Regions from separate parts of the Mus musculus genome. Here region 1 is linked to region 2. Evidence: chromatin contacts called from public Hi-C data. All regions are on one chromosome and are shown on one strand. The core of a region is the stretch at or near the end of the contact, and the rest is flanking DNA. Distances in the headings are between cores, read along the strand shown.

Region 1 (3,089 bases), core at 482-2,981, 150 kb after region 2:
TTCATCCATGTAAATGTCATTATCAAATGATCACTTGCCCATAGTCTTATTATGACTTGTCTCAAGGTGGTTTTATAAGATGACTTCACACTGCTGATCTATTCTCTATCTTTCTTGTTGACTTCGAAGATACAAGCTGCCATGTTTGAAAAGTCATAGGGTGAAGGTCATGTGCCAGAAAACTGCTTTTGCTCCCTGGGTGTTGAATGAACCAGCAGGCTGATGAAAAGCAAAAGCCTTAATGGTGGTGCAATGATAAAATAATTGTAGTGAAGTACAACGCTGCTCTTTTTTAAGTTGGAAAATAAGCTATGTGTGGTGGCTCAGGCCTGTATTCTCAAAACTCAGAAGGTTGAGACAAGTTTAAGCTACTCAGGGTGGCTCCAATCCAGCCTGAGGTATAGTGAAAGGTTTGTTGTGTCATTCATAAATAAATAAATAAATAAATAAATAAATAAATAAATAAATAAATAAATAAATAAATATGTTAGAAAATGTAGATCCTGATCAAATGATGGTGAATAGTCAGAAATATCTAGAAATTAGAAAATAGACGCTCTTGGATTTTCTAAAAAGTAAGATAGCTCTGATAACTTGGGTTTTGGTTCAGTGAAACCTACATTGGAATTCTGATCTATAAAGTTACCTAATTCATTGCCTGACTCAAAGCTGGCAACCAATAAATGCTCAAATGGGTAAATAGATGGACCTAGTGTCTATGAAAAATGAGAATGACTTCGGGTAAACAAAAATATAGTCTATCTGCCACTCAATTACAACAAATGCCAAACTTTTGTTATCACAACTAGTCTCTTGTTAAAGCTTGCACGGTGATTAGTGTGATAGTTGGATTTTCATTGCTGTGGCAGAAAAACATGATCAAACACCTTCAGAAAAAATGAATTTATGTTGGCTATGGTTTCTAAGATTTCAATCAATCATAGTGGGACAGGAGAACAGAGCAAAGCAGCTCACATCATGGTGACCAGAAAACAGAGAGAGGTGGGAAGGACAGACAGGCATTTGTGCTAGTGAGCTTTCTCTGTTTTTCTCTCTATTATTTTGCCCAAGGCCATATCTCACATTCATTCTATCTGAAATCACCTCACAGACACATAAAGTGATGAACTTTAGTAATCTCTGGGTGTGCCTCAATATAAGAAGCTGATGACAAAGATTAACCACTGCAATTGGGTATGGGCATGGCACTGATTATCCTTATGGTAATAGGTGAGATAACTTCAATGAGATTTGCAAATTCTGAACCTTGATACCTGAATTTTTATTAAGGCTTCTTCCACTACAGAAGTATCCTTTCCATCCTTGACTATAATAGCCTATCCTTGTCTGAAGGAGCACTGTCCTCTCCTCTCCTGGTGTAGATTTTGTCCCTACAAATGCTTATCCTACTCAAAACTTCCTTTACCACTATGGCTTCTGAATTTACATTTCAGCAAGTTACTCCCCCAAAAATTTAAAGTGTGACTCACAGATTTCAATGCACAACCAAAATATGTAGGATTTTCTCCATTAATATTGGCAGGGTCCATGGGATGTTCATGAAGCTGTGTCTTGTGAGTGACGTGTCACAGGAATGCAAGGTCAAAGTTGAAGGAATATAAAAATGGATGGGGCTGCACTGATTAATGCAAACCCACTAAGAAAGGATTTCATATTCACTTGCTCAGCCTCCACAGAAGACAGATGGCTCTTAGTCAATGACTGGCTTATCATAAACATTATCAAGTAATTGCTGCTCCCGCATCAGTGGAGTTTCACTGCCAGACAAAACCAGCTTGTCCTCTGGAACCTGCCGTGCAACTATTGATCTGGCAAAGATGATTGTTTTTCTACACCTGTTAGTGAAGGCCATCAAAGCTAATTTGTTTTCAGCTGGCATGGCCAGCAATACATTCTGTCTATTCTATCTCTGGGTTGTATCAACACTCACTATCTCATCATTCACTCTTCAGGGACCCTGCTTACTGCACATTCTGAGGGAATCATGCTGATCCATTACATTAATGAAATTTCACTGATTGGATCTGATAAGCAGGAGAGAGCAACTAATCTGCAAGCATTACTAAAACACTTAAATGCCAGGGTAGGCAGTAAATCCCAAAAGAACTCAAGAGTATGCCACTTCAGAGAAATACCTCCCATAGTGAAGAATAAATTGCTTCACATGGCTTCTCCTAACAGATAAAGATATCATATCTATTGGAGCTAGTTAAAGTTAAGAAGCCACATGTAGCTCATTTATGCATTCTATTCCAACCCTTCCTGGGGGAGCTCTGAGCTCCCAGTTGAATTATATGATAAACATACTCAACAATACTAAAAATATTAGTAGCAGGTAAGGCTTCCATTTAGAGCCCTCTGCAAATCATAATACAGAATTTTAGGGCTTAGAGCATCTGTCATTCCACATGGAAAACAATTCTCTTCTTAAGCAATACATATTAGGCTGTGACTGGGTTCTACCCATGCCCCTTGACCAGATCATGATATGATCTGTACTACTAACCCTGAACTGGGTCATTGTTTGACCAACCAAGATTCAGAGTCTACAACTTCATCAGAAAAGAAAAATATGATGTACATGGAACTGTGTGCCAGTATGTCCACAAGTAATTTATATGTGGCCCATTCCTACATTCTGTTTATGTTCCACTACACACATACTAACATGAAGTCTATACCCATGAAATATATTGACTTCTTCTGACTGATTGAATTTAAAAACTCAAATTTTGTTCAACAATAGTTCTATGCTATATCCATCTATTACTGAAAGAGGACTCTCACAGCTCTGTGGCCTCACTCTGGATCAGCTCCACAGGAACGTGGTGAAGGTAAAGACACTAAGTAAGCAGAACTTGGAGCAATGGACTTGGTCATTTTCCATTAAAAATAGGAACTTACAGCTGTTTGACTGGTAGTTTGACTGAAAGTTCAAAGCTTACAAGGACAGTTAGAAAACTGAACAGCAGGGTATCTGAGAAGTACATGGGAAGATCTGAAAGGGCAGAGGCGGGCGAAGACATTAGTGTCTCATGTGATCCTCACAAGATAATGGCCTCCTCCAA
Region 2 (3,096 bases), core at 358-2,857:
GGGCATGAACTTAAGATCAAAGCTATGCTATGAATTTAGCTTAGGTTATAAAGCTGATTGCATGGGCGATTCAAAGCACAGTAAAGTTGGTCACACTATACTCTTAAATGCAGGTTAAATTTAAACAGGCTGAGTACACAGCAGATGGAGAACTGGGTTCAAAGTCTCAAATGACTACAAGGACTTTGGCTGCAAGGTCCAGCAAAAGTTCAGACTCTTTGTGATCAAGAGGAATGTCCAGGAAAGTTCATGACCACAAAATCCTACCACTAACTGAGGAGCTATTGGGATTTGATGGCTGCTGGGAGAGAGAAAGTCAATTTTGGGGTTTGTTTCCAGAGCAGACCCCAATCTCAAGTCTAACTGGGCAATACAAACTGGATTTGATGGGGAATGAACAGATTTTTTTTTAAGTAAGTTCAAAGTTTCATGAGAAGAGATGGGAAAGTTGATGGTGGTGGTAATAGGAGTTGAGGGCATGGAGAGGTTCAGAATATCCTTACTATGTGAAATTCACACACAGGTAATAAAAATTAGTATAAGGAATGGTTTATAGGGCTTGAGGATTGATACTGAGGTTTAATGAGAGAGGGAGTGGGGAGAGGAAGGAGGGAAGAAGTGGGGGAGGGGAGGGGTGAAAAGAGGGGAAGGGGAGAGGGAGAGGTGGAGAGAATGCTTCACAGAGCTGTAATGACCAAAAATTTGTATCCTGAATCCGTGGGCTGTTGAACATGCAGACTCAGGCTCCTTTCTTGATTTAAGAGAGTTTCTATCAACTTCTTCAGATGTCATTAATTTATAACATTGCTAATTGTCTTATATATCTTAAATGCTTTTTTGGCATTCTGTATAGAATTTTTTTAGAATTGTACGACTGGGTTTATGTGACTATTTTAAGACAGTCATCCTGTTCATATTTCCAGCACTCTGAGAAACATCCATTGCATTTGCTTCCATCCTGTTTACAACAGTCACCTGCTGAGTTTTCAGTCCACCAGGTTACTTTTTCACTTGGATGGGCGGGCGGGAGTATAAAGCCAGGACTATTGCAGTGGGATTTGGTTAAGACAAGGGATTAGAAGGGAAAGGTTCTCTTGGTAGCCTACATTCAGTGATTATATCTCACGCCCCTTACTGTTGGCTAATTCCTTCCTTGTATGATAATCACTCACCATCCTTCCTCTGTTGTTGGTTTATGATTCTGTGTGTGGACTCTTATGGAGCTGACAGGAGCAAGAAATGGAGCATAGAGCTTAATGCTTTGACTCATCTTGGGAGGTTTCAGTTCCTCTGAGGGGCATAGGCTCCTTGCTGTTTTCTTAGGGCATCCTGCTTTGTTAAGGTAGCCTTTCAGTCTCATGTGCTAAAGGGTGTCCATTCATTTTACTCAGTTTCAGAGAGTGTTTTCCTAGCCAGACCAGAGCACTGGAGCGCTGTCATGTCATAAGGTTACTCTGTTTACCATTCACTGAAGTCAAGGACCCTAGAACAACACTAAGCGAGCAACATTGTGTGGTCAGTTGCCACTGCTCAGCCACACAGACAGGTAAACCTGATTACTACTCTTCAGTCAGAGCTGAAGTTCACACAGCTGTGATGATCTAAGGTTTTGAGGCTAATATTTAAACCACTCACTAAAGCAGGGCACAATTCCAGGCACTCCACCCACTGATAAGAAATGAGGCAATCGTGCAGGCTTTTCTTTCATTCCTAGATGTGTGTGTGTAACATTTCAGGTTTGACTCCCTGACTCCTCTCTTCCACCTGTATTACGACTGGTGATGTGTTTTTGGCATGGAAGATAATTACACGACAGTGCCAGAGAGCGACTTCACTTACAGAGATGAAAGAAAAATTGATTGACATGGGGAAGAAAACATGAGAAACTGCAATAATTGGGGAAAATATGGGATACTCAGAAAAAGATTTGTTCTTCAGTCTTTGTATGTTAGCAAAATCAAAATGTTATGTTAAATAAAATTTTATCAAGTGCAATCTGATAATGTCAGTAATTTAGCTGGTTTGATAAAGTAGATTTTGTAGAGCTTTAAAGCTGGGTGTGGTGACTCACACCTATATTACCAGAATGTAGGTGGCAGATACTAGAGGACTGCCGCAAGTTCCAGGGCAGTCTGTGCTGCATGAGGAGGCTGTCCCAAGAACTAAAAGTTATTTTTTTTTTTAAACTGGTCTACAGAAAGATAATATGTTACCAGTATGGTTCATAATTTCCTATACTCTACTGGAAACTATAAGATTAAAAAAATCTGTTTAGGAATTATAGTTATGTACAATAAACAAAAGTTCATTTCTATTTCTTTTTTAAAACATGTTCTACTGGGATTAAAAAAAAAGATGGAAAACATCAGAAATGACAATGAGATATTTGAGTTCTTTCTAGAATGTTTAAGTCTAATTGTCCTAATTTAGCATAGTGATATGCTTGAACTCAACTCCTGCCAAAATGCATCATGTTATTAGAAAATGTTTATTGAACACTTGGAATTTGCTAGGCATTTGTTTAGAATATCTATCTATCTATCTATCTATCTATCTATCTATCTATCTATCTATCATCTATCTATCTATCATCTATCTTCTCATCCTGTGTCTTGGCAGTAAAGTATGGGTAATACTTGCTGAATTTTGGACTTACTAGAATGCAATCCACAGAATTTACATGTCTTATTGATCCCTGAGACTTAGTCGTAGGTATGTGTGTGTGCCAGACTTCAAAACACTTGCTTTGGTCAATGCTGTTTTTTAGTATTTTGTGACTATATTTTAATATTTGGGAATGTCATACAATTTATATACAATGTGGTTTTGGTCAAATCCTTCCCTTAATCCCTCCCATCTAATTCTTTGAAATCCCCATTCTACTTCTTCCTCTAAACCAAAGGCAAACATTTTTTTCAGTCTATGGAGTTGAATTTGTTCCACCAGTCCACGTGTGGGTGTAGAGCCATCCACTGGCACATGGGCAGCCTACTAGGGCTGTCTCCCTTATGAAAATTTATCCCCCTTCTCCAGTAACCAGCAATTGGCTTTAGCTTCTCAGTTATGAGTGGGACTGCCTGAGTCTTACCTACTACT

Evidence for each region. Hi-C and Micro-C count contacts between places; a contact is called where the count stands out from the background.
Region 1: a contact with region 2 is called in a Hi-C map of epidermal suprabasal cells, with 3 times the contacts expected there. The contact joins two enhancer-like sites. A contact is called at or near these places in 6 of 39 promoter capture datasets (the 3T3-L1 cell line, 3T3-L1-derived adipocytes, embryonic stem cells and 1 more), 1 of 484 Hi-C or Micro-C datasets (epidermal suprabasal cells), 3 of 115 datasets of contacts at active chromatin or transcription factors (bone marrow-derived macrophages, embryonic stem cells and pancreatic cancer cells) and 2 of 9 other capture datasets (adipose tissue and pancreatic islet).

The regions. Positions count from the first base shown.
Region 1 is chr8:82,562,965-82,566,053 of GRCm38.p6, forward strand. No RefSeq gene overlaps it. Among named protein-coding and RNA genes, the nearest start is that of Gm25138, 160 kb to the left of the region's middle. Within about 2 kb of position 1,732, at least 1 of the 459 cell types and tissues checked has an H3K27ac peak or open chromatin away from gene starts, as enhancers often do. A contact at or near this core is called in epidermal suprabasal cells, where this site is marked.
Region 2 is chr8:82,415,539-82,418,634 of GRCm38.p6, forward strand. No RefSeq gene overlaps it. Among named protein-coding and RNA genes, the nearest start is that of Gm25138, 8.0 kb to the left of the region's middle. Within about 2 kb of position 1,608, at least 33 of the 459 cell types and tissues checked have an H3K27ac peak or open chromatin away from gene starts, as enhancers often do. A contact at or near this core is called in epidermal suprabasal cells, where this site is marked.